Linked DNA regions of Sus scrofa: regions 1, 2 and 3 are each linked to region 4. The links are chromatin contacts, called in public Hi-C and HiChIP or PLAC-seq maps. All regions are on one chromosome and are shown on one strand. Each heading gives the region's core, a stretch centred on a gene start, on an enhancer-like site or on the middle of the called end of the contact. The rest is flanking DNA. Distances are from core to core; before and after follow the strand shown. Region 1 overlaps GRB2 (growth factor receptor bound protein 2). Region 2 overlaps GRB2 (growth factor receptor bound protein 2). Region 3 holds the start of TMEM94 (transmembrane protein 94). Region 4 holds the start of GRB2 (growth factor receptor bound protein 2).

Evidence for each region. A called contact is a pair of places that touch in the nucleus more often than the background predicts. HiChIP or PLAC-seq counts read pairs in DNA pulled down with a chosen protein or histone mark.
Region 1: a contact with region 4 is called in a Hi-C map of liver, with 2.3 times the contacts expected there. The contact joins the enhancer-like site here to the promoter of GRB2 in region 4. A contact is called at or near these places in 1 of 5 promoter capture datasets (skeletal muscle), 11 of 47 Hi-C or Micro-C datasets (blood, fetal liver, fetal skeletal muscle and 5 more) and 2 of 2 datasets of contacts at active chromatin or transcription factors (alveolar macrophages and skeletal muscle).
Region 2: a contact with region 4 is called in a Hi-C map of alveolar macrophages, with 6 times the contacts expected there. The contact joins the enhancer-like site here to the promoter of GRB2 in region 4. A contact is called at or near these places in 3 of 5 promoter capture datasets (fetal liver, liver and skeletal muscle), 31 of 47 Hi-C or Micro-C datasets (adipocytes, alveolar macrophages, blood and 16 more) and 2 of 2 datasets of contacts at active chromatin or transcription factors (alveolar macrophages and skeletal muscle).
Region 3: a contact with region 4 is called in an H3K27ac HiChIP or PLAC-seq map of alveolar macrophages. The contact joins the promoter of TMEM94 here to the promoter of GRB2 in region 4. A contact is called at or near these places in 9 of 47 Hi-C or Micro-C datasets (embryonic fibroblasts, fetal heart ventricle, heart right ventricle and 3 more) and 2 of 2 datasets of contacts at active chromatin or transcription factors (alveolar macrophages and skeletal muscle).

What each region holds. Positions count from the first base shown.
Region 1 is chr12:5,983,319-5,988,956 of Sscrofa11.1, forward strand. All of the region lies in intron 2 of GRB2 (growth factor receptor bound protein 2), which reads left to right. Among named protein-coding and RNA genes, the nearest start is that of GRB2, 45 kb to the left of the region's middle. Within about 2 kb of position 4,078, at least 9 of the 83 cell types and tissues checked have an H3K27ac peak or open chromatin away from gene starts, as enhancers often do. A contact at or near this core is called in alveolar macrophages and liver, where this site is marked.
Region 2 is chr12:6,003,282-6,008,980 of Sscrofa11.1, forward strand. GRB2 (growth factor receptor bound protein 2) reads left to right here. Exons shown (of 6, transcript NM_001137628.1): 4 at 1,286-1,408; 5 at 4,571-4,739; 6 at 5,477-5,699. The coding sequence ends at 5,662. Among named protein-coding and RNA genes, the nearest start is that of SLC25A19, 28 kb to the right of the region's middle. Within about 2 kb of position 1,375, at least 22 of the 83 cell types and tissues checked have an H3K27ac peak or open chromatin away from gene starts, as enhancers often do. A contact at or near this core is called in alveolar macrophages, epiblast stem cells, fetal liver and 5 more, where this site is marked.
Region 3 is chr12:5,901,218-5,907,347 of Sscrofa11.1, forward strand. TMEM94 (transmembrane protein 94) reads right to left here and starts at 4,572. Exons shown (of 32, transcript XM_021066635.1): 1 at 4,031-4,572.
Region 4 is chr12:5,937,376-5,943,019 of Sscrofa11.1, forward strand. It overlaps GRB2 (growth factor receptor bound protein 2), which reads left to right and starts at 3,348. Exons shown (of 6, transcript NM_001137628.1): 1 at 3,348-3,478.

The DNA of each region.
Region 1 (5,638 bases), core at 2,828-5,327, 47 kb after region 4:
AGGAGTTCCTGTCGTGGCTCAGCGGAAATGAATCCAACTAGGAACCATGAGGTTGTGGGTTCGACCCCTGGCCTCACTCAGTGGGTTAAGGATCCGGCGTTGCTGTGAGCTGTGGTGTAGGTTGCAGACGCAGCTCGGATCCCACGTTGCTGTGGCTGTGGTGTAGGCCGGCAGCTATAACTCTGATTTAGACCCCTAGTCTGGTAACCTCCACATGCCGTGGGTACAGCCCTAAAAGGACAAAAAGACAACAACAACAAAAAAGTAATGTCAGTTTTTTGTAGATTATAATTGTATAGCAATTAAAATACCACCTCAACGCAATTGAAGGATTATCCCTTTTATACATTTTATTTTTGGTGAAACATAACCTTTGTCTAAGTTTTAAAGTATGTCACCTGGAGAAGCCTAGGCTATGGCTTGAAATTTGATATCCTACCTGTGCTGCACTGTGTTCCCTGTTCCTGCAGCAGAGGGTGGGGGGTAAACTCAGAGACTTAAAATAATGCATGTGAGTTTTTTAATGTTCATTTTAGAGACTTTTCCGAACAATCTAATCCTCCCACCCCATCTCTTCTGGCCTGGCTTATGGCAGTACCCCCTCAATTAAGTGGTCTTCCTGCTGCCACTTCTGTCCCTCAGGTCTCTGTGCCACACGAAAACCAGAATCATCACCTGAAAGAGCAGGTTCAGCCCATGGTTTCCCAGAATCCTCATTCCCCCCTTCAGAGCCCTGCGAGGTCTGGCGCAGTTAGTTCTCTTCCTCTCTAACTTCTGGTGGCTCTGCTTTTCACACACTTCCCTTGGGTTTGGCATTTCGGTCCCAGACGTGCTAACCCCCTTCCCACCCGAGCACCTCCATTCCCGCTCTTCCCTCTGCTTGGACAGTGTCTCTTCACACTCATTTCTGTCCTCCATCCCTTCCCCCGAGCCTCCCTCGCTGAGACCTGCTCACACTTAGGGATTGCAGTTGAAATGTCCCTGCCCAGGTGAGCTTTCCCTGACCCCTGTCGCTGTGCAGGATTTGATTGGGTCTCCTCAAGGTGTGCCCTCATCCAGAGCACTCTGAACCTTTCGTCATGGAACTTTACACCTGAAGTTATAATTACCCTACTTCCCCTACTGTCAGCTCCTTGCAAGTAAGGATTGCTTCCTTATTGTGGCACCCCCAGCACGTAGCACAGACTCTGACTCAAAACGGACACTCATACTCCTCTGCCTCCTGAGTCTTGCTATAGCAGGTCTTTGATTGTTGTACCAGGATAGAGTCTTAAGAATGGCGTTCCTGGGTTAATAGGTGTGCGCGTTCAGATCTTTGACACCTGTGGCCAGGATGCTTTCAGCAAAGCTCATACACCTTGCTCTGCTCCCACCAGTACCGTCCCCCCACCATCACTGCATATTAACTTGCTTTCATCTTTGCCAACGTGATCATCCAAAGAGGGGGGAGGCGAAGTCTATCAGATGTCTTAGTGACAGAAACAGGAGACTGGAACAGACCACTTGATCTAGTTACTCTAGGCATGCGCACATGATATCCTGTCCTTGCAGATTTCTGGGCTCCAAGACTCTTCCGCCTTGCTGGTGGCACTTGCGCAGAGTGGAGGAGACCGTGAGGAGGATAGCTTGTCTTACCTGTTGGGTGTTAGCTTCCAGTGGAGTAGCATTGCCACAGTGATTACCTGTGGGAGGAGACTCTGCTTGATTGAGCCCCATCCAGCCACCTTCAGTGTCTGTAATTACCATTTGTCACTTAAACATAAGACAGCTTCATTGCAGGAGTGCCTGGCAGAGGATGGATAGCAAGCAAAGCGTGACTTCACAGCCGTCAACTCCCTCTTTATTGAACCCCAATTAAAATATAAAGGAGAAGATGATGGAGTTCCCGGTGACTCAGTGGGTTAGGGATCTGGTATTGTTGCCACTGTGGCACAGGTTGGATCCCTGGCCCCAGAACTTTCATATGCTGCAGGTGTGCCATAGGTAGATAGACAGGTAGGTAGATAGAAGAGGGCTTTGTTGCCATAACTTTGAAATACTCTGTATTGCTCTGCCTTTAGGTTCTTGCTCCATTCCTGGTTGGTTGAAGTTGTCCCTTTTCTAGTTCCTCCAGACTTGAATTTTCTATACCAACCAGGCAGCTCATTTGGAAACTGAATTCCATATTCAACTCACAATTAGCAGTTTCCCTTATCCTACTTTTTACTTATTCCCTCATTATTTGCATACAAAGTTCCCTTATTATTTACATGCAAAGTTCCCTTATCTATAAACACTTCCGAGGGTAAGGACTGTGTCTTCTCCACCAGCCCCCCTTTTAAAATCCCATTGCAGGAGTTCCCTTGTGGCACAGCAGGTTAAGTATCTGGCATTGTCACTGCAGTAGCTGCTGTGCTGCAGGTTGAATCCATGGCCCAGGAACTTACCCATGCCATGGACACAACCAAAAAAGAAAATTCCTTTGCAGCTAGCGCAATGCTCTCAGTCTAGTAGACGGTCAAACATTAATGAAAAGTGCATTTCAGGAGTTCCCGTCATGGGAGTTCCTGTCGTGGCGCAGTGGTTAACGAATCCGACTAGGAACCATGAGGTTGCGGGTTCAGTCCCTGCCCTTGCTCAGTGGGTTAATGATCCGGAGTGGCCGTGAGCTGTGGTGTAGGTTGCAGACGCGGCTCGGATCCCCTGTTGCTGTGGCTCTGGCCTAGACTGGTGGCTACAGTTCCGATTCGACCTCTAGCCTGGGAACCTCCATATGCCGCAGCAGCGGCCCAAGAAATAGCAAAAAAAAAAAAAAAAAAAAGTTAGGAGTTCCCGTCATGGCATAGTGGTTAACGAATCCAACTAGGAACCATGAAGTTATGGGTTTGATCCCTGGCCTTGCTCAGTGGGTTAAGGATCTGGCGTGGCCATGAGCTGTGGTGTAGGTTGCAGACATGTTGCTGGGGCTCTGGCATAGGCCGATGGCTACAGCTCTGATTTGACCCTTAGCCTGGGAACCTCCATATGCCGCGGGAAGCTGCCCTAGAAAAGGCAAAAAGACCCCCCCCCAAAAAAAAAGTGCATTTCAAAGAGGACAGCTACTGGGGTTACCATTGTGGCTCAGTGGGTTAAGAACCCAACTAGTGTCTATGAGGATGCAGGTTGGATCACTGGCCTTGCCCAGTGGGTTAAGGATCCGGTGTTGCTGCAAGCTGTGGTGTAGGTCACAGATGCAGCTTGGATCTGGTGGTGCTGTGGCTGTGGTGTAGGCCGGTAGCTGCAGCTCTGATTCAGCCCTTAGCCTGGGACCTTCCATATGCTGAGGGTTGGCCCTAAAAAGAAAAGCAACAACAACGAAGGACAGCTACTGTCAGCCTAGTTATGACCGGATTACAGCTCCTGGGTTTTCATACCCTCACCACCTTTGTCAATACCCCATAATTATTTTAATAGTAAATGGAATTGTTTGGTTGCTGAAGAATGTTAGACTCAAGGCTCTTTTATAATGTCCTTCTCCCAAGTTGTTGGTACAATTTGGTTATTTCCTGTGATCTGTTTGTCCCATAACAAATGTCACTTTATATAATGAAATACCTCCTTAATGAGTTCCAAAGGATGGATGGAACTGATTTGAGGGGAGTTTCAGCCAGGGTCCTTGTAGGAAACACAACACATTTAATTTGGCTAATTTGAGGGGGGTGGGGGAGAGAGAGAGTGAATGTGTGTGTGTGTGTGTGTGTCTTTTTGGCAGCATATGGAAGTTCCCAGGCTAGGGATTGAATCTAAGCTGCAGCCGCCGGCCTACACCATAGCCACACCAGATCTGAGCCACATCTGCAGCCTACACCACAGCTCATGGCAACACCAGATCCTTAACCCACTGAGCGAAGCCAGGGGTCAAACCCAAATCTTCATGGATACTAGTCAGGTTCTTAACCCACTGAGCCATAGTGGGAACTCTAAGGAGACTTTATTAATGAGACTGTCTTACAAGATCTGGGCAGGGTTCCTCTAGAAACCACAGGGCATGGTGCATGCCCATAGCTAGTAACCGGTAACATCATGAGGCCTGCAGAAGACAGTGGGGCAAAGGAAGCGGAAGGCGTTACCAGGCCCTGGAGGAGGAACAGACTGAGTCAGGAGGGCTGAGGCCTGCAGTTACTGCTCTAAGGTTATCCGCAGAAACTCCCAGACAGGAAGCTGCCTTCCGTGGGCCTCCCCGCTGGGGAGCAAGAGAGCCTGCAGATGTGGTCCATACAGGTGGGGGGCACAGAATGGTGGAGAAGAGTGTCAGCTGGATCGGGAGAGGCGGGTGGAAGCTGGCAGCACGGGAGTACCACCCATGTTTCACAATTAGCTTTTTACTCATGGTGGCTTTAAAAGAGGGAAATCTGCCCAGCAGCTCTGTATAGCTGCTTTTCTAAAGTGTTTTTCAAGGAAAAAATCGGTGGCCAAGAGGGAGCCCACTGAGCCACATCTACCCACCCAGCTCTTTTGCTTCCATCTCCAAAAAGTATCTTGAATCTGCCTCCTTCCCTGTAGCCCACTTGCCCACCCCAGTCACCTTTCACCTGGGGGCTGTAGTTGTTCGGCCTGGTCTTCCCTGCCCTTCGTCTCACAGTGGGCCCTTGAAATGTTAGAAAAATGCAGAGCGGACTCTCAGAAACTCTTCCATGACTTCTGAGCATCATCCTCAGCTTAGCAATTTGAACTCCCTCATTTGCATTCTAGACCTGCCTGAACCACTCACAGAGATCCTTTGGGGGTGTCCCCTCAAATGCGACTCTCTGACCACATTACCCTGCCCTCCCAGCCTAGGGTCGTCCCTCTCTTTTCTGCTCCCTAACCCCCTATGCTTAACTCTGATCCTCTGATCCACATGTTCAGTTTCCTATTTACCTGTCTAATCGTCTCCTTTGACCTCCACCCTGGGAATGGGATGGGGACTCTACCCTGGTCCCTCCGTCTGTCATGCGACTGCAAACTCCCCAGCCACAGAGCTAGATTAGCTCCTTCAGAAGTGGAAAATGGGAGTTCCTGCCGTGGTGCTATGGGTTGAGAATCCAGCTGCAGTGGCTTGGGTCGCTGTGGAGGTTCAGGTTAAACCTCTGGCCCAGCCCACTGGGTGGAAGGATCCAGCATCGCCGCAGCTGCAGCGTAAGTTGCAGCTGTAGCTTGGATTCAGTCCCTGGCCCAGGAATTTCCATATGCCACGACTATGGCCATAAAATGATTGGGGGGGCGGGGAGTGGAAAATGCCTTTGGAACTAGTTTGGCTTGTGTTTTTTGGTGTTTTTGTTTAGTTCAGAATGGTAGCATTCTAGGGGTAAAAACCACTGGCCTTGGGAGTTGCCATCATGGCTCAACAGTAATGAACCTAACTAGTACCCATGAGGACGCTCAGTGGGTTCGGGATCCGGTGTTGCTGTGGCTGTGGTTTAGGCTGGCAGCTGCAGCTCTTATTTGACACCTAACCTGGAAACTTCATCTGCTGCCCTTGCAGCTCTAAAAAGACCAAAAACAAACAAAAAAACAAAAAAAAACACTGGCCTTGATCTTGGTCATAGATCCTTATGCAGCTGCCAGTGATTAGCTCAGCGACTGATGCCTTTTGCCTTTTATTTCTGTTATGTTCTGTGAGGTGGCTTTCGGGTGACAG
Region 2 (5,699 bases), core at 125-2,624, 64 kb after region 4:
GGCACTGGAGGCCTTCGCCTCGAGTTATGTGTCAGGGCAGGAAGGCAGGTCGGTTGTACCAGCTCCTCCGCGCAGCTCGGCGTTATAGCACCCCAAGTGCGAAAGACACAAGGATGCAGATTTTAGGGCTGTTTTAGGTTATTGATGGCAACTTCTGACTGTACCCTTCCTCGCAGCTCACGTCCTTCTGTTGGGATTTTAGTATAGTGTATTATTTCAGAGGCATCTTGTGGTGCAGTTGCTTATAAGTAAGATGGATGTGTGGTAGGTTTAGAACCTTAGTTGATGCTTTGGTGCCTTTGCTTTTCTGGTTTGCGGATACACTGCCTGTTAGCTGCCCCGTAAGGAGTCTGATGAGGCCCATAGGTCTTTATTCGCTTATAAGTAGCGTTGTTGCTTTTTTAAAGTATTAGCTCGGTAAAGACAGCTTGGCACAGAGCACTGAGTTTCCAGTCATCTCTCCCAGTTAGTTAGGGCTTCCCTGTGGAAAGGGAGGTGGCTGTGACGAGATTGCTGCTCCTCTTCCTCCTGGTCGGCCCCCGGGGCTCCCACACTTTCCCTGAGTTCCCCTGCTTTCTCTCGTGACCAAAGTGAATGAGCACTGGGAGCAGAAGAATCTATAACTTGCTCCAAATGAAAATTCGAAATTTGCAACTAGCTGCCTCTGCACAGGGTGAATTATGGCATATTCCCGACGGCTCCTAAAAGCCAAACCCTGAGCGGTGACGGCAGAGAGAGGCCTGAGAGGAATGCAAACCGCCGCCACCACCTGGGGCTCTTCACCGCCAGGACCTTTCCCCTTTGTGCTGTTACAAGAAGTAGCCCTGCCTGCAGCTTCTGGGCCTTCCAGCTTCCCTGTCCCTGTCTCTCCATCCCATGTGGCAAGGCTGCCGCCTTATCAAATGGCTGCAGGAAGGGCCCATCTCCCCCTCTGTGGTTCATCCTGTGCTTAAGTCAGTAGGCCTGGGCTTTCCCCGCTGCCTTGCTGATGAGTCAGGAGGGGCCCCAGTGGGCTTTGGCCCAGGAGGCCCATGTTCAGGTGTCTTTCTCTGTAGAAAGAGTGGCCCACGATGGTGTCTTCTGAGTCACTCTGGAGAGTGGGGAAGCGAGAAGGCTTTGAAGGGATCTGGTCCCTCTCTCAAGGCGTGGTCGGGACGGGCGGGACTGGCAGGGGAGAGGGGCCCCTCCTTTGGCGAGGAGTTCTCGGTTCCTCACATTTCGGAGGCTGGATATCCCGTTTCTTTGTGGGGAAGCAGATGTTGACTGGTTTGCCTTCCTTCCTTAGGTGGTTTTTTGGCAAAATCCCCAGAGCCAAGGCAGAAGAAATGCTTAGCAAACAGCGGCACGATGGGGCCTTTCTCATCCGTGAGAGCGAGAGCGCTCCTGGGGATTTCTCCCTCTCTGTCAAGTAAGTACTTCCTGCTCTGGTCGCCTGGAAGCCTGTCTCCAGCTGATGGCAGTTGTGAAGCCAGAGGCCAGGCGTCTGACTACATGCACCAAAGGTGGCACACTGGTTAAGGTTTAGCTTTGGCAGTATTTTACACATCAGAAAAGCTTACATTAAAATCCTCATTTCTGGTTCCTCTAAAGAATCTAGCAGCTCCAGCAATACTGGGTTTAGGACTCCCAAGAGGGAAGTCTTCAGTGGCTGAGCAGCGGCAGCACTTGAGAGAGCGCACACTTCCCTCTTTTCCCCAGTCCCCACCACTCTGCAATGCTCTCCACATACACCACTCTTTCCTCCTCCGAACATCCTGCCCTTTCTGGGCTTCCTGCAGCTCTGTAAGTGATCAGCTCCCTTGTGCCCCTTTACCAGGTGTCTAGCTAAATCTGCCAGCATCATCCTAGGCCTCCCATTGACTTCAAACACAAGGGTTTCTTTCCCCGGTGGGGAATGTAACGTTGGCAGGGAGCTGTGTGCTCAGAATGGGGGAGTACCGGGAGTTTTACCATCTTGGGAATCACAGAGAATACAAATTGGAACTTTGACAACACTAAACTAATCACTCCCCATCCGTGACAAAGATTTCAAAGTTGTCATTTCCATACATTTTGATTCAGTCCATTTCTAGTTAATATCACAAGAAACCCTGACCTAGGAATCTTACAAATCACTTCATTGTTTATATGGCGGAGGTGATTAGATTAAAACTCAGCTCGCTTTAGTATGGATTTACATTATTTTTAAATGGAGGCTGTAAAATATTTTATTTTCCATTTACAGATGATATAAAGATTTTTCAGTCTCAAAAATAAACTGGGTGCGTTCCCGTCATGGCTCATCAGTAACAAACCTGACTAGTATCCATGAAGACATGGGTTTGATCCTTGGCCTCATTCAGTGGGTTAAGGATCCAGCATTACTGTGGCTGTGGTGTAGGCCAGCAGCTGTAGCTCCAGTTTGACCTCTAGCCTGGGAACTTCGATATGCTGCAGGTGCAGCCCTAAAAAGCAAAAAAAAAAAAAAAAATCAACTGAATACCTTGTTTCATTTTGGGACCAAATGAGTGGTTAAAGTGTAGGGGTTTTTTAATGTAGATTTAAGTTTAAATTTTTTGTATCCTTTTTCTCAGTGAAGTTGTGGGAGGTGGTTTCAGGTGATATTTGCAGTATCTTACAGATAATGTTTCCAGTATAGCTAGGTCTAGTCCCAACATGAAAAAAATCAAGCTGGATCTGATTTTCAGTTTTCCTCTTTTAACAGTGGCTTTTTTTTTTTTTAAGTAGACTTTGGTTTTTTAGAGCAGGTTTAAGTTCACAGAAAAATCAACTGGAAGGTACAGAGATTTCCCGAGTACCCCGACTCCCACTCACATGCATAGAAACAGTGGCTTTTTGATGTGCTTGATTAAACACATGCAAATGAGGATCTGGTGGGTGAAGAGCACCTTGAGGTGGAAAAGGCTTTATGCTTCTCATTAACTCTGGTTTCTTCGTCGGTTTTCCTTACACTTTATACTGACCTGAGTATAAATCCGGCCGAGGAAGACCAAGAATACAAGCCATTAACTGGTGATTGAATGATGGCCCCAAACCCTGAGGCAGCTGGTGTTCAGTTGTCTGATGACTAGTCCCTGCCCATGCCCTGCGGTGCCCACTGGGCAGCTCCCAGACCATGTTCCATTTTATCACGTAAAACCTTTAAAGAGTTTGTTTTAGAAATTCGAAGCAGATGTCCTAACCACCTTCCACACATAAGCATTCTTCTAGAGGAGCTTCGGGAATCCAGTCTCTCGTTTCAAGGCGTTGTGGGTCCGTGATGGAAAAACTTCGGGAGTTAACAGCTCACCGTCAGGGACCCTGTACCCCTTTCAGGAACCACCTCTGTTACACGGTGGGAGTGCCCTTCCACGGGCCAGAAGTGCCATTTGAATGCCCTTCTTCCTCATACGGCTTTTATCCTCGTCCATCTTTTTTCTCTTGAAATAGCAGTGCTGTTTCTAAGCGCTTCCTACTCGTGGCTTCCTTAAAGCTCAGTGCTGCCACCTGCTGGGTTGTTTTTAAGACGCGTTAATGCCTTAAAACCAATGGCAGAAGAGAGTCCTCCGCTCGTTTTGCAGATGGTTGTAGAGTGCCTTGTGAGGGACGGGCAGCGCCTTGGTGGAGCTGATGTGCTGGGCCGACAGCACGGTGTCTGTGGGCCGGCCCACTCAGCCAGGCTCGGGCTGGTTTTCTGGGCCAGCGTGAAAGGTGGCATTTACCGCTTTACCAGGTGGTAGAGGGGAGGGGGTAGGAGGTGCCTGGGCCTTTTTAGTGTCCCAGCATGTTTTGTTCTGAGATCTTCTCCCCACAAGTAGACCTAAAATCCTTGAGCAGAAAACAGGACTTTTCGGAGTTCCTGTCGTGGCTCAGTGGAAACAAATCTGACTAGCATCCATGAGGACACAGGTTCGATCCCTGGCCTCACTCACTGGGTTAAGGATCTGGTGTTGCTGTGAGCTGTGGTGTAGATCACAGATCCGTCTTGGATCCGGCATTGCGGTGGCTGTGGTGTAGGCTGGTGGCTATAGCTCAGTTTGACTTCTAGCCTGGGAACCTCCATGTGCTGCAGGTGCAGCCCTAAAAAGACAAACAAACAACAAAGAGAGAGAGAAAAGAAAATATGGCTTTAAACCTTTCCTAGGTACAGGAAAATCGCTAGAAGTATGTCCCATCCCTTCTCACCTTATTTCCTGTCCTGTCTCTTGTAGTCTCTTTAAATATCATACAAGATTTTAGTCCTTTTATCTTTTGGTACAGGGCAGGGAGCGGCTTCCACAGGTTAGGACATTTCTCTTTTTTATTTGCAAACTTCTTCAGAATTAGTCTGACAAGGTTTCTGTGTCTGGAGAGGTGTCTTCATGTTGACACTGGTCATTGTCGGCCGAAACGGAGGGGTCAGGGCGCTTGGTGACTGTCCTGCCTCTCCAGCCAGCCGGTCAAGCTGTGCTCCAGCCCCGGGCCCTCAGGCTGTGCGGGGCGCGGCCAGAACATGAGTTCTCCCAGGATGGCTCCTTGCTCGGCAGGTGGCCCCTGGCAGCCAGGACAGAGCCCTGGGACCTGTTCTCACTGTGTCCTCTGCCCTCCCCAGGTTTGGCAATGATGTGCAGCACTTCAAGGTGCTCCGGGACGGCGCTGGCAAGTACTTCCTCTGGGTGGTGAAGTTCAATTCTTTGAATGAGCTGGTAGATTATCACAGATCTACATCCGTCTCCAGAAACCAGCAGATATTCCTCCGGGACATAGAACAGGTGCCACAGGTGAGCTTCGTAAGGGAGAGATGGGGGTCCCTTTTATCAGTGAAGGGTGGCGCCTCAGGCCAGCAGGTGTTCTTTCAGAGGGTTTACCTCTGGGCCTTTTTTGCTCCTTATCCAAAATGTTATCCTTAATTCGTGTTAAAGATTTGAAGTTTGAAACAAAAAAATAATAGTCTTGCCCCCTCCAGAGGCTGCTTCCCTGAAGCCGTGGGTCTCTAAGGTACACTTGAACACACCCTCAGGTAGCCGTTCCCTGGCACTGAGCTGCGGGGAAGATCAGGCGTGTGAGGGGCGGGGTCCCCTCAGTCCTGTGTTCGCTGTCCTGTGTTCTGGTGGGCACCACCGCACTTCATTCAGGCTCTTAGCCTCTGACCATAAAACCCGAAGGATTTTATAAGTGTTAAGGTGATAGGAAGTAAAACTTTTGCACCTCTGGGATTGTAAACGAAGCCCCACTGGCTGTTTCTGAAGTTCTCTCCCCTTAAAGCTGAACTTGCTGCCCTCTGCTCGATGCCCTGCACAGCTGGCCACCCTGGGTACACTCTCGTGTTGCTGTGGCTGAAAGAGTCCGCCCACCCGGGGTCCACCAAGGCTCTGGAAGAACTGGTGGAGAGGGGAGGCGGAAGGAGGGGTTATTTCAGGTCATGTGGCAAGGCTGGCACGCCTCGGGTTCCCGTCACCAGCGCGAGGGGCTGGCCGCCGTCGGGAATGCAATGTGTTTTCTCCCTGCCTCTCTGCAGCAACCGACATACGTCCAGGCCCTCTTTGACTTTGACCCCCAGGAGGATGGTGAGCTGGGCTTCCGTCGGGGAGACTTTATCCACGTCATGGATAACTCGGACCCCAACTGGTGGAAGGGGGCTTGCCACGGGCAGACCGGCATGTTTCCGCGCAATTACGTCACCCCTGTGAACCGGAACGTCTAAGAGTCAAGAGAAGATTATTTAAAGAAAATGAAGAATT
Region 3 (6,130 bases), core at 3,322-5,821, 35 kb before region 4:
ACACATCCGGGCCGCTCAGACATCAGAGTTCAAACAGTCTCTTTAAAGGAGCCTGCCTTGTCCGTACAGAAAGATGCTCTCATGAAAACAGCACCGACACCATGGCCAGATAAAACACATCAGCACACGCTGACCTGCAGGAGAAGGGCCAACCACGACCGGGAACCTTCTCGCTTAGCACCAGGAACACGTCTGGGAAAGGCTATTCTCATCACTCACCCTTGACAGGGGTGAGGCTCAGGCAAGCCTCAGGTGTGGGTCAGGTTTGCAAGGGCGCTCCTCCCCTCCCTGGAGAAATTGTTTTCCAAGCCCAACAGGAGGGAAGGAAGAGCGAGCTTCACAGCTCATGAGTTCTGCAGGAGTTAAGCTTTGCAAAAGGCTGACTCTCACACACTGGGAACTGGCACTCCCTGCAACTCCTCCAAACCGAACTGTGAAGGCCCTTCTGTCTGCTCCCGTCTCACTGCCCAGCCCTGGCTCCCCCGGTCTGATCTTCTGATGTCACCGCAAACAAGGAGAGGGGGCGGGGGTGGGGGTTCCAGGGCAGTGAACTCTCAGTGACTTGGCGGCTGATTAGCAAGGGGAGGGCTGGTACTCCGCCCCCCTGGTCGCCACTCTTCTCCAGGACCTCCGCCAGTTCCCGTATTTGTCACTCTGACAAAAACCAGTGAGCAAGGAAGTTACAGCGAACATGGCCGCTGAAATAAGCCTTTCGGAGTAAATTTTCGGATTCTGTGTGAACATCCATCCTCTGTTATACACTTAATGATCATCTCCATTTTGTTGTCTGCTGGCGTTTATAGTGATTTTTAATTTTTTTTTTTTTTTTTTTTTTTTTTTTTTTTTTTTGCTTTTTAGGGCCACAGCTGCGGCATATGGAGGTTCCCAGGTTGGGGGTCCAACGGGAGCTACAGCTGCCAGCCTACACCACAGCCACAGCCACAGCAACGAGGGATCCAAGCCTCAACCTACACCACAGCTCACGGCAGCACCAGATCCCCAACCCAGTGACTGAGGCCAGGTGTCAAACCCGAATCCTCATGGATCCTAGTCGGGACAGTTAACCACTGAGCCACGAACGGAACTCCTAATTTTTTTTAACGGCCACACCCTCAAGCATATGGAAGTTCCCAGACTGAATCAGAGCCACAGAGGCGGCAACCACGGAGCTTTTTAACCCACTGCACCCGGCAGGGGATCGAACCTGTGCCTCTGGAGTGACCTGAGATTCCTAACTTGCTGTGCCACAGCAGGAAGTCTTGAATTTTTTTTATCCATAGATGACTTTTATTTGACTTTTTTTTTTTTTGGTCTTTTTCTAGGGCCACACCCGCGACATATGGAGGTTCCAAGGATAGGGGTCTGATCAGAGCTGTAGTCACTGGCCTATGCCACAGCCACAGCAACTTGGGATCCGAGCCACGTGTGCGACCTACACCACAGTTCACCGCAACACCGGACCCCTAACCAACAGAGCTAGTCAGATTCATTAACCACTGAGCCACGATGGAAACTCCTATTTGACTCTTTAGATAATGAGCCTTACCTATGCAGCATATGGAGGTTCCCAGGCTAGGGGTCCAATCAGAGCTGTAGCAACTCAGGATCCTAGCCGCATCTGCGACCCACACCACAGGTCATGGCAACGCCAGGATGCTTAACCCACTGATCAGGGCCAGGGATCAAACGTGATCCTCAGAGTTCCCATCGTGGCACAGCGGAAACGAATTCGACTAGGAACCATGAAGTTTCGGTTCGATCCCTGGCCTCGATCAGTGGGTTAAGGAGCCGGCGTTGCTGTGAGCTGTGGTGTGGGTGAAAGACACAGCTTGGATCCCAAGTTGCTGTGGCTGTGGTGTAGGCCGGTAGCTGTAGCTCCGATTCAACCCCTAGCCTGGGAACCTGCATATGCTACAGTTGTGGCCCTGAAAAAGAAAAAAAAAAAAAAAAAATCCAACTGCAGCAGCTTGGGTCACTGCTGAGGTGCAGGTTCCATCCCCAGCCCAGTGCAGTGGGTTAAGGATTGGGCGTTGCTGCAGCTGTGGCTCAGATTCAACCCCTGGCCCAGGAACTCCCATATGTGGTGGAGGGGGCCTAAAAGAAAGAAAAGAACCTGGAGCTCCCGTTGTGGCTCAGTGGCTAATGAACCCAACCAGTATCCATGAGGACTTGGGTTCAAACCCTGGCCTTGCTCAATGGATTAAGGATCCGGTGTTGCCGTGAACTGTGGTGTAGGTCACAGATGCAGCTCAGATCCCACGTTGCTGTGGCTGTGGCACAGGCTGGTGGCTACAGCTTTGATTCAACCCGTAGCCCCGTAGCCTGGGAACCTCCATATGCCATGGATGTGACCCTAAAAAGACCAAAAAAAAAAAAAAAAAAAAAAGAGGAGGAAAAAAGAAAAGCTAATAAGGAAATTCCCTGGTGGTCTAGTGTTTAGGATTCAGTGCTTTCACCACTGCGGACAGGGTTTAATCTCTGGCCTGGGAACTGAGATCCCACATCAAGCCCCTGCACACCCCAGCCAAAACAAACAAACAAACAAACAAACACAAAAACAGAAACAGAAACAAACCTAGTTAAGTGCCAGACCATATACACCACCTCATTTTTTTTGGGGGGGGGAGCTTTTTAGGGTCGCACCCGTGGCATATGGAGGTTCACAGGCTAGGGGTCAATTGGAGCTGCAGCTGCCGGCCTATACCACAGCCACAAAAACGTAGGATCTGAGCTGCGTCTGCGACCTACACCATAGCTCATGGCAACGCTGGATCCTTAACCTATTGAGCAAGGGATCAAACCCGCAACCTCATGGTTCCTAGTTGGATTCATTTCCTGTACCACCTCATTTTAACGCTCACAGCCACCCTGTAAGAAGCTGAGAGAAGTCAGGGAACTTGATTGTCTTAAATTCCACCAAGGAAACAACCAGCTCTGGCGGATAAAGAACTCAAGAATTCTGAACTTCAGAATTCCAGTCCTGGCCCCTGGTGGCCCTGGCCCTTTGTAACTCTCCCAACAGTTATTAGGTTCCACATCTGTAACAGAGAAAATGTTAAAATTCCCTCCCGATGCCCATCTTCTAAGACTATGCAGGGTCAACTGAACTGTCACCGCCGCTGAAACGAGTGTCTTGGATAAAGCATGAGAAAATGATCATCGTCCCCCCGGCACAAAAATCACATAGTAGAAGGAAAACAGATTCAAGGCAGAGCTCCCTCTTACTTTTCCCCAAGAGCCACACACGAAAAAGAGGGTGGGATGTAGCAACACGTGACCAAACCCATGCCCGCGCCAAAGCAGCCCGTGGTCACACACCAATGAAAGAGCAGGGTTTCCCTCGCTGCTGGCATTGGCAGGGACTCGTACCACCGCTCGCGAGGGATTCTAAGAACAGGACTTCAGCGGTGAGCAGCAGAGGAACAGAGCACCGCACAGAGATCAGTTTATGGGGTGGCAAACAATATTCCCCTGGTTGCTTCGAATGAGTCTTTAAACATTCTGGAAAGGCGGAAGAGGGCGTAAAAAAAGGCAGGGCACGCTCCAAACTGCTGAAGGTTGAAAAGCCCCTCCGGCTCCATCCACCTGGACACAGGGGACACGATCAGCACAAGGGCCCGGGCGGCAGAGGAGAGCGCGCGCAGGGGGAACAACCGTCGGAACTGGGGCCAGGATGGGGACTCCCGGAGATCTATAAATACACTGGACACCAGCGTCGGAAGCCCTCTGGGCCAGGGCCCAGCCACAGCAATCCTGGGGCAGGGAGTCTTTGTTGGCGGGAGGCTTCGATGTCTGACGCAGGACCCCCAAGGGGCCAAGCCAGGGCCGAGGGTAGGTGTGAGTATCTGGGGAAAGGAAATGGCCAAGAGTTGGAGGCAACGGCCTCCACCTAAGGGATCCCCTGAGGCCATTCCCTGGGTGCAGACCCCAGACTCCCCTCCGCTAAGCCAAGAATCCGGAAGCTGCGGAAGCCAAGCCCCACGCCCCTTTGCTCTCCGTGCTTCAGGGCCACGGGTCTTCACGTACTTACCAGGGCCCGGGGTGTCCTTCTTCGCCTGCGTCCTCTCCCCTCCCTGCCCCCTCCTCACTTCACATCCCCTCCTCCAAGGACTGCAGCCATGCCCGTTACTGGCAACTCCTAGGGGTCGGCTTTCCTTCTCAGACAACAGAGACGCCGGTCGCAAGCTAAAGTCCTGGATCCTGATTGGTCTAAATCAGAGACGGGCGGGGAGTTCTGGCTTCTTATTGGTTAGGAGGAGTGCTCGGCTGTAGCTGCATCCGCCCCTCTGAGAGCCGGGCGGAATTAAGTGCCAAGAGATGCCGGCGTGAGAGCGCGCTGCCACTATCCATCCTTGTGCGTTGCGCTCGGCCGTCTTCTGATCCGGAGATTCTACCAGAGGCGAAGGCGCGACTTTCCTCTCGATTAGTTTTCCCTCGGAGTTATCCTAAAAAGGTCGACTAGACCTCCTGCCCCCCGCCTTTCTTTCTTTTTAAAATAGGCCCTTTGCAGAGCTCCTGTGTCTCCTACTTTTAAGCTCCCTCCTCGTTGCTGGGTACAAATCCTTAGAGACACCTTGCTCAGAGACCTTGGAGGGAGTCCCTCAGGGACGAATACTGCTTCCAAACCAAAGCTGGAGAATCTAAGACAGTACTGCAGTTTTCTCCTCAGCTCGGCCGAACTCCAAAGGGAAAACAAGTTAAAAATTTTTTTCTAGATAATTAGAGAAATCGCCTGAGAGACCTCTCTTGGGAAAACAAAGCAACCCTGTGTCAGTATTTACTTCTGTTTTCCCAGAGATCTAAGTCTGGAGAGTTGGGGTTTTTGTTTTTTGTCTTTTAGTCTGTTTATAAAATTGGAAGAAGGTCATGGCTGGCCCTGGGAAGCAAAAGCCCCTTCCCCCTTTTAGTAATGAGTTTATGTAATTATAATCTCTCTTTCTTCTCAGCTGGACAAGAAGTTGCCATGTCGGGTACCTAATCTTCTGTTTGAACTGTTTACCAGTTGTCTAAGACTGGTAGAATCACGTCACTTTCCTGCATACAGAAATTTGCAGTTTATCTTAGCCAAAAGAAAAATTCACATCGCTCTACCGGAAATGCAAAGTCCCTCATAGGTTGTCCCAGACATGCATTTCTCAGCTTAACTCCCCACAACCCAAACTACAGAGATTTACCATCATTTCGTAAATACCTCTGGGACCCTCCCACCATTGCTCCTTTGCCCAAGAGGCTCCCTGTGCTTTGAAGGCTCTTTCTTACCGATAAAGCCAATGTTCAAATACACGCCCATGCTAAAGGCCTACCTCAAACAAGACCTCCCCTAAAGCCTTCCCTGACTTTGAGTCACTGAAATTCTCCCTACAGCACTGTACTTTTTTGTGTGTCTCCATTGCTGACTTTACAAAGTAAATATGCTTTCCACAGGACTGTTTCTGTAAGCGTTTAAACTCCTAAAGGCAGCGGGCTTATCCTGGCAGACCCCACAGCTCCTTGCTTGGAGCCTGGTACCCCGTAAATGTTTGCTGAACTGAACTAGTCAATTTCCTGTACCTTATGTCTTTTCACATCATCCCAAAAGGTTTATATGACTGCGTTCGGAAGGTTATTATTATTGTTGTTGTTGTCTTTTTAGGGCTGCACTCACGGCATATGGAGGTTCCTAGGCTGTGGGTTGAATCGGAGCAGTAGCTGCTGGCCTGCACCACAACCACAGCAACGCTGGATCCAAGCTGCGTCTGCGACCTGCACCACAGCTCACAGCAATGCCAGATCCTTAACCCACTGAGTAAGGCCAGGGATTGAACCTGTGTCCTCATGGATACTAGTCAGGTTCGTTAACCATTGAGCCACGGTGGGAACGCCTGCATTTGGAAGGTTGGCAGATGTAATGTAATCATCCTGCCCTGCTCCACGTTCTACCCATCTGGTCTCCTCTGGCCATACTTGTTTCTTTTTTTTTTTTTCCCCAGTGGTTCCTGTGGCATATGGAAGTCCCCAGGCCAGGGGTTGAACCCGCACCACAGCAGCAACCCAAGCTGTTGTGGAGATAATGGTAGGTCCTTAACCCACTGCGCCACAAGGAAACTCCCATCCTTGTTTCTTTTTCCTTTTTTTTTTTTTTTTTTTTTTT
Region 4 (5,644 bases), core at 2,098-4,597:
GCCTGTGGCACCCAGAAATTCCTGAGCCAGGGATCAAACCAGTGCCACAGCAATAATCAGAGCCACGGCAGGGATAAAGCTGGACCTTTACCCCATGGAGCCACCAGGGAACTCCTAAGACATTATCTTGTAGATGATAAACAGCTTGGCTCCGGTTGATTCTCCACTCTGCAGCTAAAGTGAGAAAGTATTTTGAAGATGAAAAGCTGACCACCATCCACCCCTGCTTCAATATCCCACAGAATCAAGTCCCTAGGTTGTTTTTTTTTGGGGGGGGGGAGTTGTCTTTGCCTTGTTTTTTTTTTTTTTTTTTTTTTTTTTTTTTTCTGCACAGCATATGGAAGTACCTGGGCCAGGGATTCAAATCCGAGTTGCAGCTGCAACTTATGTTTTCTTCCAGCTGTGGCAATGCTGGATCCTTAACCCACTGTGCCACAGGGGGACCCCCGAAGTCTCTAGTTTTTTAGCAATGCTGGAAATACCCTGCGTGCCCCTCTCTGAAGGCTTCACCCACGTATCACATTCTTCTTCATCCCAGCTGAAAACGGCTTCCTGGAGTTCCCCTCACGGCCTGGCCTTTGCACATGCTGTACCCTCCCCCCTTTACCTCTCAGACTAACCAGGGTCTCAGGTTAAACCTTCCCCAGTCTTCCCTGGTGCTGGACCAGGTCAGGTCCCCTGCTGTATGCTCCCAAAGCTGCCGGTCCCAGGAGCGTTATAGTCTCAGAGGTATGTCTTCTCCTATAGGCTGCAAGCTCTGTGACAAAACAGATGTTCAGCTAATGTTAGGGAGCAAAGAATGGATGCATTGAGCTTTCAGACAGTCCTGGATTTTTCTACCTTCATGTCTCCTGATAAACTCTCTATATTTCCCAAACTGGGGCACCATCATCTTCTTATGTGCCCCTTCCCTGTACATGCCCCCCAACCCCCTTCCCAGTCAGCTCCTCCTCTTACTAGCAAATTTCTTTGCTGTTCTCCCCACTCAAAACAGAGAACTGCAACTTTCCCTTCACTTCCTCCTCCTCTCTGCCCAGCAGCTCAGCCCTTCCCTTTCATTTCTTTTTTTTTTTTTTTTTCTGGCCACCATTCTAGAACAAAGAATCAGAGTGGGGAAAAAATATATAGGTTATAGAGCAAGGCAGGTGTAGGTTCAAATCTCAGATCTAGGGGTTCCCTGGTGGCTCAGCAGGTTGAGGATCCAGCATGGCCACCACTGTATCTTGGAGTCATTGCTGTGACATGGGTTGGATTCCTGGCCCTGAAAAGTCTATATGCTGTAGCCGCGGCTAAAAAAAAAAAAAAAAAAAAAAAAACACCAAAAAAACTCAGATGGAATGTACTGGGGTTTCCTTGGGTAACTTCCTAACCGCTTTAAGCCTCAGTTTCCCAGTCTGTAAAATGGAGAGAGTATCCAGTGTAAAAACACCATGATATCAGCATACATCACGTGGTAGATAGATGGTCCTCTTGTTCTTTTCCCCTCATGCCAGACAGCTCCTGCTCAAAACCCTTCAGAGGCTGTCATTTGTCAGCAAAGCCTCAGCCGCACATCTTGGCCTTGCCTCCCATTACTCTGCTCCCTGGATCCTAAACTCTGGCTGATCTGGAAGACCAGCGATTCCATCACTCCCCCTCCCTGTTTCCAGGTTATAGTTCAAATGCCAAGTCCTCCCTGATTGCCTGAGCTCCAGGTAACTGGCCCCCTCCTTTGCAGGTCCTACATGTGACCCTTAGGGCCAACTCTTCTGTCTTGCAGACCAGACAACTCTCCTCTAGAAGACAAACTGCTGAAAACAGAGGCTCTGTCCAGTTCATTTATCACCCTGCGTGCCACGCATGCAGCTGATGCTTGACAAATACTTGGTGAAAGAATAATTCATACTCTTTATTTCAACGGGCTTGTTTTCTTCAGGGAATCATGTTTTGTTTTGTTTGTCTTTTTGGCCTTTCTAGGGCCCAGGCTAGGGGTCCAATCAGAGCTGTAGCTGCCGGCCTACGCCAGAACCACAGCAATGCGGGATCTGAGCCGCGTCTGCGACCTACACCACAGCTCACGACAACGCCAGATCCCCAACCCACTGAGCAAGGCCAGGGATCGAACCCGCAGCCTCATGGTTCCTAGTCAGATTCATTCACCACTGTGCCAGGACAGGAACTCCCACGTTTCTTAATTTTTATATCTTGCTCTTTTGGTGGCTTCCGGAATTCACATCACCGTCAGATGCTCTGTTCTCTCCTTTGATTGGGACTGAAAAATAAGAGTTACTCCTCCAAGCCTCATCTTCTGCCACTACCAGGTAACTCACCCCGCCTCATACAGGAATCAAACTACTTCGCGTTGCAGGGAACACGATGCCCACGCCTCCGTTCCCTCGTACGTGCGTGCTGTTCCCTTTGCCTGGAATGCCCTTGCAATGGCTTCTCTGGCAAACTCCTACTCATCCTCCAAGACAGCTCAGATAACGCCACAGCGTTCTCCGAGAACGCTTTTCTGAGATGGGAGGAGCGGCGACCCCTCGCCTCTCCTCAGCCTTCTCCAAATAATTCTGACCGTACTTATGGTATTATTTGTTCTTTCCCTCCTATAGATCTTGAATTCGTTTCTGTGCAGAAAGGGCCCGGATTTCTGTTCTTAGTTGGACCCTCTATACTTGACACAGTGCTTAGAATGTACTAGGCACTTGGTTCAATCGATGAGCGAACGAATATGTTCATTCACCTAACGCAGCAGAGTTTGTTTGGACCAGATTCTCAAATATTTCCAGACCTGATCCTCTATTTGGCTTGCTTCACGTGGGAGGGAGATTCCCCCCCAACCCCGCCAAACTGGGTTGGTGGAAGGGGAAAACGAAGTGATTAGGGTGTGCATAAAAGTCCTTTCTTGGCTGGGGGAAAAATGTAATTGTAATGTATACATGTAAGGATAACCTGACCCCCTTGCTGTACAGTGGAGAAATAAAAAAAAAATAAGTTGATATCGGCCATCAAAAGTAATATGACAATTGAATCATGCAAATGTGGGGCATAAAAAAAAAAAAGTCCTTTCTTTCGGAGGTGAGTTGTAATTGACCCGCTCTGGCACCGAAAGGGTTACGGCGACCCAGGGGTGGAGCCCTGTCGGTGCCACCTGCTGCGGGGCGGCCTGGCGCCTGCGCTCTGGCCTGTAGCTGATCTACCTGCGGGGGGCCTGGCGGAGGAGGAGCGCTTGCGCTCTGGGCCTTTTCCGCCGGGGGAAGTCTCGCGGGGGCGGGGCGGGGCGGGGCCGCACAGGGAAGTTCTCGCGGGACCCCGACCAGGAGCGGAAGCGAGGCGGCTGTGCTGCTTCAGCTACCGGACCGCGGCGGCGACGACGAAGACTGTGGCGGTGACGGCGGCGAGAATAGGCGCTGCCCTCGGGGAGCAGCAGAGGGGTCTGCGGCCGCTCGCACCGCTGCAGAGGGGCCGGCCGGGCGTGGAGCGGAGCAGCTGCGCCACGGTGAGTGTGGCTGGCGGCGACGGCGCTGCTCGCGTGCTGCTTCCTCCCCGCTTCGTCGCGGGAGTCGGCCCCGGGGGACCGGGCCCAGGGTACCGTGGGCTGCCGGGCCTGGGGGTCGGGAGTGCGAGGCTCCGGGCGGGGAGCGGAGCGCCCGGGCTCCGGGCTCCATGTTTCCCCTTTTGGGGCGCTTCCTTCCCGGGGACCGTCCTCTCAGTACCCTTGGCTTGGAACAGAGCCCTGGACGAGAGGCTGGGGGCTCCTGATTTAATTTTATGCTTTCTTCGTGAAGGTTTGCACAGGGGGGACCCGGAGAAGCCCGAGAACACAGGGTAATCATTCTGTGAGTCAGTGTGACTTGGCCCGGGAGGCGGGGGATTCGAGGCGGGTTGCAAATATGGTGATTGATGCTCCTTCGACCTATACGGCCACCACGTCACCAACTCCTGGTGTTTGGGGGCCGAATTTTGGGAGGAAACCCACCAACCCTATTAATACTGTGAGCGAGGACGTTTGTTACCGGAGCCAGTAGAAATACCTTTACTTTTATTGCGCTTTTTTTTTTTTTTTGACTGCTTCCCTAAAAACATTTGTTAAGAAAAGTAAGCAGCAGTTAATCGGAATGCTCCGAAGAAAGATTTCCGTGATCGAGGGCAGAGAATCGCTGGCACTTTTCATTTGCAGCTCTCTCTGTGTATAGGATTGTAAAGCCATGCTAGTTAACAGCTTATTTAGGGAGTTCACCTAGGCTGGCTTCAGATGCAGCAAAAGTATACTTTGCAGAAGAGCCGAAGTGCCCTCGCGGGTTCTGTCTTTTGCTACTCTTGAGTCTCAGAAGAGGGTGGAAAAGAAAGGCGCACTAGAGAAATTCGCTTTAGTCTTCTGGGCTTTCTAGTCCCTCTGTTCACTTTGCACTCCACAGTTGCTGCCTTTCTAAACTTCTCCCTTGTCTTCTGCGGCCACGAAATGCTTACTCCGTATAATGCAAGTCACTTGCCCCCTCCCCCCTTTTAGTCTAATCTACTTCCCCTTCCTCCTTATTGTCCCTTTTGGCATAATTTTTTGAGGTTTCTGCTCTTTCGCCCGTTCGTTTTTCTCCCTCATTTAAAGATTCCGTTTCTCTCCCGGAAAGATGATGCCCTCTTCCCTGCTTTATCCTTTGCTGTGAAGCGTCCACTGTGTTTCTTCAGTCAGCCAGAAGGGTTGCTAGAGAGCTGTGCGAGACTTAAGGTCTCCCCCTGGGAGCTGGGAGGCTCAAAGGATTGAGTTCAGCCGTAACCAATACTGCACTAATACTGCACTAGATCACAAGTGTAGCTTGCTGGTGTTTTTGTGTTTTAGTTGTTTTTTTTCACTTTTAGATCGCATTTTTGTGCCTGCTCAGGTTTTTCTATGTCTCTCTTATGTTAGTAAGGAAGATTGGGTCAATTTGGGGCTCATATGCCTTCTTTTTGGCTTTTAGCGGGGGAGGCGACTTAAAAAATGAAAACCAACCATAGACACCTATATTACAATCAAGAGAGCTTGAACCATTTAAGGGAATAGAATTTATTTAGACTACTGATGAATTAATTAAAGCTTGCCTGTTGGAGTAGTACTAACTTATTCTTTCCCAGGCTTTTAAAGATCAGGTGTCTCTTCCTGCATCTGCTATAAGCAGCCTTCTTTGTTATTGTTGCTGGGCTTGAGGGGGGAAGGCGGTTGACAGAAAGAAATAACTATGTTCTGTTGGCCTTTCCTTTGTTTAAAATGTTCTGAATCCCCCAAATTTAAAAAGGTTAATTCTTGTAATCAGCTTTGTTTGTTACTAAAAGCAAGCACTCAAATGCTTGAGGCAGTTTACTTCCTCAGCAAGTGTGTTCAGATTTGAGGGATTACTAGGTTTTTCAATACAACTAATTGATGGTACTTAGAGATTTTTCCCCGAAATTCTTGTTACCATGTTGCACATTGTGTAGCAACAGTTCTAATGGTTACTTAGAACAAAAAAGTAATAGATTTTGGAGAAATGAAGTAATACGGAATAGAGACCCACTATGGTTTCCTGAGAGAAATTAATAGTTATTCGCTTAATTCAGAAGACATTTCTGGCACTCCTGAATGACTATTGAGAGCCTTTGTTTTTTTTTTGTTTTTTGTTTTTTGTTTTTTTTTTGTCAAAGTTGGCTT